Regions from separate parts of the Mus musculus genome. Here region 1 is linked to region 2. Evidence: chromatin contacts called from public promoter capture Hi-C data. All regions are on one chromosome and are shown on one strand. Each heading gives the region's core, a stretch centred on a gene start, on an enhancer-like site or on the middle of the called end of the contact. The rest is flanking DNA. Distances are from core to core; before and after follow the strand shown.

Evidence for each region. Capture Hi-C pulls out chosen DNA fragments and counts their contacts.
Region 1: a promoter capture Hi-C map of pancreatic islet shows a contact between it and region 2. The contact joins two enhancer-like sites. A contact is called at or near these places in 9 of 484 Hi-C or Micro-C datasets (the 3T3-L1 cell line, the AML12 cell line, Th2 cells and 5 more), 1 of 115 datasets of contacts at active chromatin or transcription factors (embryonic basal ganglia) and 2 of 9 other capture datasets (embryonic stem cells and pancreatic islet).

Annotation. Positions count from the first base shown.
Region 1 is chr17:30,456,684-30,462,852 of GRCm38.p6, reverse strand. The region is part of intron 6 of Btbd9 (BTB (POZ) domain containing 9); the gene reads left to right. Among named protein-coding and RNA genes, the nearest start is that of Btbd9, 120 kb to the left of the region's middle. Within about 2 kb of position 4,347, at least 32 of the 459 cell types and tissues checked have an H3K27ac peak or open chromatin away from gene starts, as enhancers often do. A contact at or near this core is called in pancreatic islet, where this site is marked.
Region 2 is chr17:30,136,963-30,142,467 of GRCm38.p6, reverse strand. All of the region lies in intron 3 of Zfand3 (zinc finger, AN1-type domain 3), which reads right to left. Among named protein-coding and RNA genes, the nearest start is that of Zfand3, 130 kb to the right of the region's middle. Within about 2 kb of position 2,592, at least 5 of the 459 cell types and tissues checked have an H3K27ac peak or open chromatin away from gene starts, as enhancers often do. A contact at or near this core is called in pancreatic islet, where this site is marked.

The sequences.
Region 1 (6,169 bases), core at 3,098-5,597, 320 kb before region 2:
TTCAGGCCCTCTCTCCTGCCCTTCTGTTCCATCTGGTAAATGATACTGGGCAGTTGGGAAATTTCAGAAGCCTGGTCATGAAGGAAAGGGCTTTTCTTTAAAGCAGCACTAAAAAAAGGTTAAATTAAAAATTCACCTTGCTTCCAAAATGCTAGACACAAAGACTATACAACCATGGACAAATCTTAATTTGCCCATTAATGTGCTCATATTGTTTTGTGGGTAGTAAAATGAAGGAACATTATTATTCATGGTTCATGTCAGAAGCCATGGCCCTGGAAGGAGGCATGGAAGGTTCCCTCTCTAGTGGAATTACAGAGTACCTTTTTAGGAGGAAACATGGAGACCTGCAGGTGCTGGTCCTGTTCTTGCATCCCCTCCGTCTGACCGTCCAGCTTGCTGTGTGTATCAGAGGTTCATCGTAGTTGTAGGAGACGCAGTGCGTTTCAGGCTGCAGCCTCTGACAGGCCTTCTCAAACTCTTGCTGCTTCACACTCTTACGAGCTACTTAGCATGCCAGAGAACTTGTGTGGAATCTATCTATCAAGATTTATTTATCAGTTAACTTCAAATACAGTCATGAGCCCACTGTGTGTGAAAAATGGTTGTGTTTTAAAATAAAAAAATATATTTCATCAGGAGAGTGGCCTTATAAATCTCACAGCTGCCCAGGAAGTAAAGACATCTGGATTCTTACATTGTTTCTTACCTGGCTTGCCAGCGGTCATACAGCCAGAGAAAGCTCAATCACTCATCAATTCTTCACAGTCAAGAACTCTTGATCCCATGGACCTCTTGAAGTGTTCTCTGGGACTCCCCAGATGATGCTTTGAGAACTTTGCTCTCTTTATATCAAGATGTGGGTGAACTGTAAGCTGGTGAGGACCACCATGAAAGAAGGAATAGATGCTAAGAGGCCAAGACTTCCATCCTGGCCTCTGTGGTAGCCAGTGTCTAACGCCTACTGTGCCTGCCTCTGGGCTAAGCCAGTGTCTGATGCCTCTCTGTGTACCCAAACACTAACATGTGTTAGTTGCTTTCTCAACATAAAACTCATATTGACAGCAAAAATATTTTTAGTAATATGAATTAGCTCTTTTACATACAGCATTTATTGATTGAGAAACTGCCCCAAAAGAGCTACTGTGTGTTAGTTCTGGTTTTTAATAAATTTATTAATCACAGCAGTCCCTTTGGATAGTATTGAGAGAACTCCACACCTGTTTTGTGCAGAGTGCCTTGGTCTGCAGGAAGGCTTGGTGCCAAGGCTTGCAGACCCCTTACGAGTCACAGTGCATGGTTTTGTTACTGGCTGCTTGGAGGACCTAGAGATTGGCAATTGAGATTGCTTGCCAGATTTTGATGCCAACATTAAAGGAGCTGAGGGGTGGGTTTACTTGGAAGTTACAACTTTTTGTTGCTCTTTATCAGGGTGGCTTTTTGTCATTAAGAAACTTAAGCAAAACCAAGCAAACTGGAACCCAGAGTTTTGAATGTGTGAGCTCCAAGGGCCTCTGTGGCTCTTGCCTGACCCTAATATTCTAGTGTTGGAGGATGGGACTTGCGGGTCCAGTACCAGTGTACCAGCATCGGGAGATGCTGCTGAGAGTTCAGGGAGGAGGATTGTGTTGAGGGAGTTAATACTGAGCCAGAACAAAGTAGAAGTGTGTGGATGGTGCAGGAGGAGGAGTGAGAAATTAAATGGTGTCTCTTTAGAAGGCTGCCTTATTGCAGTCTACATGGCTCCTTGGGGATTTCTCTACTGAGTACAAGAAAATCAGCAAGCACTTCTTGAAAAACCCAGATGAAATTACTGCCATAAATTTTTTTCATGGTATAAAACCCTTAATTTAGATGGGGAGGGTTTATTACCAGTGTTTTCTTGGCATGGCTAAGTTCAATTAATTTCAGATGACAAGCTTTCCCTACCCCCACCCCCAATATGTGGAAGGTACCATTTGTTACTTGTTTGCCTTTGGCTCTGGAGACCTCATTAAGGGCAGGAGAAAGGGATTCTATCTCCTGTCTTTTGACACCTTTCTCTTCTTTGGTGGATTCAGACCATTTGCATTGTCATATGGAAAGGATGGGGTTATGTGTGTGAGGAGATTTGCAGACAAAAATGATCTTGTTTATACCTTTTAAATATTGATTTCAAATGACTATTGCAAGTTTAAAAACTGTCAGCGCAGTGTTCAGCTCAGCTGTTTGGCAGACTAAAGATGAGGCCTCTGAAGATTGTGGCGACGTTTCACCAGGAAGCTTACATGGCTTCTCTGACACCTGATTGGGAACCTCCCTGGTTGTTTGATAGTAGGAACAAGATGTCAACAGAGTATCATGTTCCCTCGCACACTAAGACATAGCATGCTGCATCTTCAGGTTCTTGTTCCTATCGAAACTCTGTGAGCATATCTTGCAAACAAGAGATATAATCTATGGTGTTTTGTTTTGTTTTTCCTGCATATAATAAAGAATCTATTGTAGTGTGAATAAAAGCAGTCGCGAGCGATTCATTGCTGTGTGTGAAGTGCACTGTCCGCGTCTTTGTGCATGTGATGGTTTATTTTACTTACAGAAGCAGATAGAGAAATTAGAATTGAGCTGATAGAGAAGATATATTACATAAATAAGCAATTCCAACAAAAGTTTTGCCATAATAACAAATAAATACCCTGCTTCAGAGGTTGGAGATTAGAATTCTGTTACATTAAATGCTTGACAATTAATTAGCTATTGTCTGTAAAGGTTCCCAAGATGACAAGTTACTTAAACACTGTTATTAGGAATAGCTGGATTAGTAATAATAATGCTCAAGTGCCATTGGCAACAATGAGGAGATTTTAAAAATAAAGATAAATGCATATGATCACAGTCAAAGTGATTTGTGTGCTGAATGCAGAGCAGGCGGTCCCTGGGCACCGTGCTTCCGAGACTGCAAGACTGCCGTGACGAATGTGCTGGGCTTGGCACACTCCTCTGAAGAGCATGAGACAAGAGTACTTAATTTGTTAATAGTATTTTTTTTTCCTCTGCTCTGTTGTGTTACCTAAGTAGTGTTGGCTTAGTAAAGAGAAGAGTGCTGACAGAAGGCAGGCTTGGCAGAGGCCATCACCAAAGACCCCAGAGACTCTGCCACTTGTTACTGTGTGTGTGTCTTTAAAAATGCTATATGATTTGGTATGGTTAAAATTTAACTTCTGGCTGGTGAGATGCTCAGCGGTTAAGAGCACTGACTGCTCTTCTGAAGGTCCTGAGTTCAAATCCCAGCAACCACATGGTGGCTCACAACCATCTGTAATGAGATCTGATACCCTCTTCTGGAGTGTCTGAAGACAGCTACAGTGTACTTATATATAATAAATAAATCTTTAAAAAAATTTAACTTCATTCAGTGTACAGATTTTTGTTTTGTGGAATTTATACCCATGGACCCCATTTGTTTTGTGTGTAATTTTGCAAGAAAAATCACTGTGGAGCCTATAACTGGCCTGGTGTCAACAACAGACATGGCCAAGATCAAAGTGACACCCATGCACTTACTATGTAAAGTGAAGCTTAGGAGTGTTGCTGTTGTCTTCTTGGTCTGAGAAGAACTTTTTTATTAAATTGAATGTGTGCAGGGTCAGTAGTTGACACCCGCTCTCCCTCTGATGCCTGCTCTCTGTTACTGTTGGGTTCGGGCTGTGAGCGGAAGGGTTCAGGGTACTGCTTGGCAGAGGATTGTAAACAGAACGTTCTGTCCAGTGCTCATGGGCTGCTCCCTGCTCTGTATTTTTGTTGTTGGTTAGTACTATGGAGCAGATCAAGAGAACCATGCGGCTTTGAGAAGTATCTTTGCCTCTAAATAATGAAGCAACTTATTTATGTTCTGTTCAGCTCCTTGGTACAGTCTGCTGTTTGGAAGTATTTATAGTGTTCCTCTGCCCATGAATATGGAGTGTAGATGACAGACTGGTTCTGACGTTGTGGCTTGTCCTTGATAACCTTGTGCAAGTCTGGAGAAGACCGAGATGGCTGGGATCTGGCTATGGGTACCAAAGACAGGTGCTGCAGGCCGCCAGACTCTCACAGGAAGGTAGCTTCTGTTATAAATGATCAGACTTCTGGCCCAGGTCATTTGTTGGGAGTTACCTGATTCTTGGTCTCTCTAGAGATGTTTGTTCATAGAAAAGTGACTTGACAGTGTTCCTCTAGAGGCAACAAGTTGCAACAGGAGTGTGAGACTGAGGGCACCTTAGTCTTAAACCCATCTGTTCTCACGTGCCTGAAGCATGCCCTTACCCAACTCCTCCTCTGCAGAGCTGGCTTGCTGCACTGCCAGTTGCCTGTAGTTTACTCTAGCCAGGCTTGCCTAATTAGGTCTTGAATAATACTTCAGTGTTGCCTGGAATGGAGAAAAGAGCTGGGCCCCAGCTGTTACCCAGTAGCTAGAGTGTCTGGAATCCTCTGGCATGAGTGGCTGTGATGTGGTGCTGAGGGTTGGCCATCCTCATCGACTGTCCTTCTCTCCCTGAGTATTCTTTGCAGTTTTCTTCTCTCCGTATGGGCCCCTTTCCTGATCTTCTGCTCCTGTCTCTTAGTTTCTCTTTCCACATACTGAACGAGGGAACTTGAGGACAAGCTTTTCGTCCACACTGCTGCCCAGTGTCCCCTATGTAGGACCCAGTATGCCTGATCATTTTGATCTCAGAGTTAGCTAGCTCCAACAGCACACCTATGAGACATCTCCTGAAAGACTGGGGAGGTGGCTTAGTAGCTAAGGCCATCAGCTAGGCTTCATGAGGTACCCAGTTTGCTTTGCAGAGTCAGGGATGGCTATAGATGGCTCAAAACCCCTGCACTAATGACTTCCATGGCAACTGCACTCAGGTGCGCACACAGACACACTGCACACATAATTAATAAAAAAAAATTAAGTTAGAAAAGAAACATCTGTGGAGTATGCATCATCTTGTGTGCTGAGTGAAATGTTTCGAGAGGGAATCCATTTGAAGGGAGGGGAGAAATCCTTGAGCCCTGAGTTAGAGAGTATAAATCACAAGTCAATATGAACTTCAGATAATCCTTTATCCAGCAGCGATGTGTGACAGCACTTGGAGGTGGGAAAATTCCCTCCTTGTGTACTTTTGGAGAAATCCAGTGTTTTTATTTGGTACAGTTGCATATTCATTCCTAACAGACTGCGTTCTGAAAGAATTGGACTTTTATAGATTCTATGAATATTCAGAGAGTCACCAGAGCCGAGTCTGTCCTTTACCTTATGTGTCTAGACCCATCTGTCATTTCTTGCTAGATAGTTCTACTTCTCTTTCGCAGCGTTTGCCTTTTGGATAAAGCATTCCCCATTGTTGACCGGGGGTGGGTGGGGGTGGGGGGTTGGGGGTTGCTGGTGGCTTTGGTTCTCTGCTTGAAGGTAGGCAGTCCTCAGAGTGGATCTTTGGAGGGACACAAAGACAGATGGACACAGCCTTCTGTCTGTCAGTGTTCCCTCTGGGCTGTCTCCCATACCTTGGGTGGTGGTGTTCCCTCTGGAAAGCAGTTAGGACATTGTTTAGCATACTGGCTCAGCAAGGGGCACAGGATGGCTGTTGCCACTAACTCATCAGAGAACTTGGCAAGCAGCAGACCAGACTCTGGAAGCCTTATTCATTAGCATATTAATTGACATGACCATTAGCCTTAAGCCCAAATTTTAAAAGTTGTCCCATGAGTCCCTTCTCCTGGTACCCTCTTATTTCTCTCAAGCCTATTTACATCTTAAAAAACAAAAGCATGCTTTCAACATTTTAAAACTTAGGCTCCTTTTGATAAACTTGAAAGTCTTATAGTACCTTTACTATTATTTAAGATATTAATTAAAAGGAAAGAATCAAAGTAATGACAGTCGTGAAGGCCATTTTTCATCCTACAGTTGAGGTCATTGTGAGGTTGCTTGCCTGCCACAAGCTTGACAGAGTCCGGTGTAGGTCACTTTCACCTCATGGTGCTCATTTGCTTTATCATTGTCATACAGGGTGTGAGGCTCCTTTCCAGTGTCCTCCGTGTGCTGTGTCCTTTGAGGTTACACTCATGCCCAGCTCCCCCTGCTCAAAGGTTGGGAAGCTTGACTCCCCTACTGTCTTCTGTCATCCCGCTTTAAACCCGTAACTAGGAAGAAGCAGGTGAA
Region 2 (5,505 bases), core at 1,343-3,842:
GGCGGAGAATAATTCTCCTTAAAAAGGGACGGGGTTTCGCCATTCGCTCTCTTGCTCTTGCGCTCTTGCGCTCTGGCTCCTAAAGATGTAAGCAATAGAGCTCTTGCTCTCTTGCACTCTTGCTCCTGAAGATGTAAGCAATAAAGCTTTGCCGCAGAAGATTCCGGTTTGTTGCGTCTTTCCTGGCCGGTCGCGAACGCGTGTAAGACCTCTCTTTCACAGAAGGCAGAGACAGAAACCTGGATTAAGCTGCCTAGCTGGACTAGCTAACAGGTGAGCTCTGGACCCATGACTCTCAAGTAACAAAACTCTCCACAAACAAAGACAGAGAGCAACTGGAAAAGACACCCCATGTCCATCTGGGGCTTCCACATGCACCCCACCCCCCACCGTGTGCTCACATATACATGTTAGCCTCTAAGTCATGCAAACACACCACCCATGTGAACATACACACACACACACAGAGAGACACACACACACAAGTCAATTTTAGTTTATATGCTTGTAATAATATACTTTAAAATTTAAAATACCATTAGTGGAAGAAATTTTTTTTAACATTACCAATAATGTGCATTTTTTCCCTAAATAATTAAGAAACCTAGATAAAATGGACAGTGTTCTAATAGTCCTTCTAATTTTAAGGGGCTATCCTTTAAGGCTCCCCAAAAGATACCTGATACTGCAGGCAGTATCAAATTCTGTATCCTATCCATATTTACAATAAAGTTTAATTCATAAATTATGCCCAGTAAAAGAGTAACATAGGGCTGGAGAGATGGCTCAGTGACAGCTCTTCTGAAGGTCCTGAGTTCAAATGCCAGCAACCACATGGTAGCTCACAACCATCCATAATAGATCTGGTGCCCTATTCTGGTGTGTCTGAAGACAGCTACAGTGTATAGCAATAAATAAATCTTTGGGCCGGAGAGAGCGGGGTTGGAGAGAGCATGGCCCATGGCTGGAGCAAGCATATGTCCTGAGTTCAATTCCCAGCAACCACATGATGGCTCACAACCATCTGTACAGTTATAGTGTACTCATATATGTAAAATAAATAAGTAAATCTTTTTTTAAAAAAGAGTAACATAAATAATAGTGGCATAGAAAGTTAAAGCTGCCAGGCGGTGGTGGCACACACATTTAATCCTAGCACTTGGGAGGCAGAGGCAGGTGGATTTCTGAGTTCTGAGGTCAGCCTGGTCTACAGAGTGAGTTTCAGGACAGCCAGGGCTACACAGAGAAACCCTGTCTTGGGGGGGGGGGGGGGGAGAAAGAGAAGAGAAGAGAAGTCAAGTCTTAAAGCTGCAGTAGAACTGTCAATAGAACTGTTTTAGAGTTGCATGGCTGTTGATATAGACACTAATGTCTATTTTGGCATAAACACTGTAAACCGTAGCAGCCAACCTGATGATCAAGACTATGGTGTGAGCCCACAGGCAGCACACACAGAGACTATGATGTGAGCCCACAGGCAAAACACACAGAGACTATGATGTGAGCCCACAGGCAAAACACGCACAGAGACTATGGTATGAGCCCACAGGCAGCACACAGAGACTATGGTGTGAGCCCACAGGCAGCACACACAGAGACTATGGTGTGAGCCCACAGGCAGCACACAGAGACTATGGTGTGAGCCCACAGGCAGCACACACAGAGACTATGGTGTGAGCCCACAGGCAGCACACACAGAGACTATGGTGTGAGCTCACAGGCAAAACACGCACAGAGACTATGGTATGAGCCCACAGGCAGCACACAGAGACTATGGTGTGAGCCCACAGGCAGCACACACAGAGACTATGGTGTGAGCCCACAGGCAGCACACACAGAGACTATGGTGTGAGCCCACAGGCAGCACACAGAGACTATGGTGTGAGCCCACAGGCAGCACACACAGAGACTATGGTGTGAGCCCACAGGCAGCACACACAGAGACTATGGTGTGAGCCCACAGGCAGCACACACAGAGACTATGGTGTGAGCCCACAGGCAGCACACACAGAGACTATGGTGTGAGCCCACAGGCAGCACACACAGAGACTATGGTGTGAGCCCACAGGCAGCACACAGAGACTATGGTGTGAGCCCACAGGCAGCACACACAGAGACTATGGTGTGAGCCCACAGGCAGCACACACAGAGACTATGGTGTGAGCCCACAGGCAGCACACACAGAGACTATGGTGTGAGCCCACAGGCAGCACACACAGAGACTATGGTGTGAGCCCACAGGCAGCACACACAGAGACTATGGTGTGAGCCCACAGGCAGCACACAGAGACTATGGTGTGAGCAGGCAGGCAGCACAGTCAAGTGGAAAAGGAAGGACTCCCGGGCAGGAGAAAGTAGGACAACACAAAATATAAAATTTGAGAATTCCCTTCTACAATTTTCTATGTTTGTATTTAACAAAGACATTATCAGAGTGCTTGAGCCTAAAGGCTAAACAGGAAAAGAGCATCAACAGGCACATATGTCATTCTGTTAACCCAAAACTGAAACTGCAGTCATAGTCCCTGCGACTGCCTGAAGGCAGGATTTGGAGCTGAGGCAGCAGGTAAGGCTCTAGCAAATGGTGCTTGCGCTTTGATTGGCTCTTATTTTTGACAGGTTAAAGGTCAACTGACACTGCAGGAACTTCAACAAGGTAGAGCAGAAATAGTCTGTATACGCAAACACTCAAGTCCTGCATACAGACAAGAACTGACTTAAAGATGATCCACAATGACTCCTGAATGACAGCTATTTGATTCAATAAAGCACATTAACGGGCATCCCGACTGCACTGCAGAGTATCAATCTATGAGAACAAGGCCCTAGTGAAAGCAGCAAGCTCTGTAGAACCAGCCTTAGAACTAATAAATAAATGTACTAGAGGAAAAAAACCTTAAATTAAAATCAAGAGACATTTAAAGTTTGGGCATTCTTTATTACGGGAGAGAATCTTCCACTTTGAGACTATTATATATCAGAAAAGCTCCATCTGTTGTATAATTATCTCTGATAAACGGCTTGATGCCTCAAGCTTCATTAGAGAAAAGAGAAGAAAAAGGCACATACAGAGAGAGCTGTAAATAAATCGCCCTTCCATATTTCACTTAAAACCAGCCCAGCAGGAAACCATAAAATATTTTTAATAGGTAATATTTTCCAAACACTTTACTGGAAGCTGCTGGCCTGTTCTGTCCAATAACTGCCCTACGACAGAAGCCAATCTGAAAAGGGCCAAACTGGCTCCCCTTACAGATTACTAGAAATTTAATTGGAAAATCAAATAAAAAGCTTATCTACTTGGTAGCAGTGATATTCACTTTGCAGAGAGCAGCTCAGACTTTGCCAGAGCCAACAATAGGCCATAAAGGACATGTTGAGAGGCATTAGAACCTAGAAATTGTGACTTTCTTCTTCAGTTCTAACACTCAGGAGATAGAGACAGAAGACCACAAATATGAGATAAGTCCAGGCTCACTGTGAGATTTACCTTTAACACCCCACCCCAAACCTCCATTTTTTAATCTCTGGTGCAAAGGACATCTCAGCCAAAATTTAGGAACAACTCAACAATGTTCTCATAGCATCAAGTGGGGAATAATGTCATATATTAAAGGAAAAGTCAAGAGTTTGATGTCAGCTTGAGCAACTTGTCTCATTTAGGGTTACTACTGAAATAAACAAAACTCCACGATTAAAAGCAAATTGGATAGAAAGGGGTTTATTTGGCTCACACTTCCACATTGTAGTCCTTTATTAAAGGAAACCAGGAGAGGTACTCAAGCAGGGCAAGAACCTTCAGGCAGCAGCTGATGCAGGGGGTCATGGAGGAGTGCTGCTCTCCATGGCTTGCTCAGCCTGCTCAAGCCCAGGAGCTTGCTACACTATTAGGAAAATGCCCTGCAGCCAGATCTTCTCAGTTGAGGCTCCCTTCTTTCAGATGACTCAAGCATGTGTCAATTTGACACAAAACTAAGCAGGACAACAATAGAATGAGAGCTAAACCAAAACCCAGGTGAGAGAAGATCTGATTCTAACAAAAGACTTAAAAGGATAGTTTAAGGAGCTGGAAAAAAAAATCAAACAAACAAACAAAAAACCTATCAGGAAATTAAGGAAAGGAGGAACCAAAGCAGAAACAAACAAAATTAAGACCTGTAGGTTGGGGGTGGGAGAAGTACAAGAAAGTTTAAAAAAAAAAAAAATCAACAATAGTAAAAATAAGGAGTCAAATAAATAAAATCAGAAACAATAAAAAGATGGCACAGAAATACAAAGGATCACCGGGAACTATTACAAATAGTTCAAATAGTTACAAATATCTACTCACCCACAATCTGGAAACCCAAAGAAGATGATCAAATTCTACATTAAACCATGAAAAATAGAACATCTAAACTGACCTACTGTAAGCCAGCGAAACTTAGTAACAAAAAAAGAACTGGACGGAATCATCACATAGTCTATCAAACCTCTGAAAGAAGACAACAACAAACATTTGTAATCCACCTCAAAAACTTAAAGGGGAAGGATTCTCTCAAACTCATGTATAAGATCATATTACCTCAACACCAAAGCAGACAAGGACAGGTACACAAAAAGGAAAATTACTATCTCTGATAAAAAACAACCCATACATTTTCTTAATACAAGCGACCTCAACCCCACAGCACATGGAAATGGTTACAAACTATGAACAAGACCCAGCTCCTGGACACAGGATGGTTCACGATTGGCAAGTCAGTGAGTGAGTCTGTGTATCACACCAGCAGAAAAGGGACAGTAGACAAAGACAAGACAGTAACATTCAGCATCCTATCCAGGCACTGCGGCTCTCCCCGGGACCTCAGCTCTCGGGGGCGGCTCATACAGGAGCACTGTTATGAGCTTGAGACCAACTGGGTTAGTGAATGAGACTCCCAAAGTACAGGAGAAATAAACACTTTCCACAATAAGAGCTCTGATGAACGGGGCATATAGAAAAGATAATACAATAACACAATTAAGGCCATATGTGCCAAACACACAGCAAACAGCATAACCAATGAGGAAGTCGAATCCATTTCCCTAGGATCTGAAAGAAGACAAGAAGGCTCTCTACTCTACTCTACTCTACGCTACCTCTATACAGCACTCTACATAAGTCCTAGCGAAAGCAATTATGTAAGGGAAGGAAAGGCCATCCAAACTAGAAAGGAGGAAGCAAAATTATCTACTTCCTTGACACACTGTTAACATCCTTCTTCTCTTCTGAAATGATTTTCACACCCTTCCTAGTTCCATTAAACAAGTTATAATATTAAAATCTCCTTTTCTGGAATGCTATAATCTATCCCTGTTCACAATACTGTCAGATTGCTCCTTCAAAAGGACAGTGACACTATCACTGTCTCTTCATTAGAACCACAGCTATTGTTCAAAGTCCCAGTAGCTTGACTGGACATTCATTCAAGCTTGGTAATCATTAACTTTCCAACTTCATTCTCCATGAATGAAGTCACTACC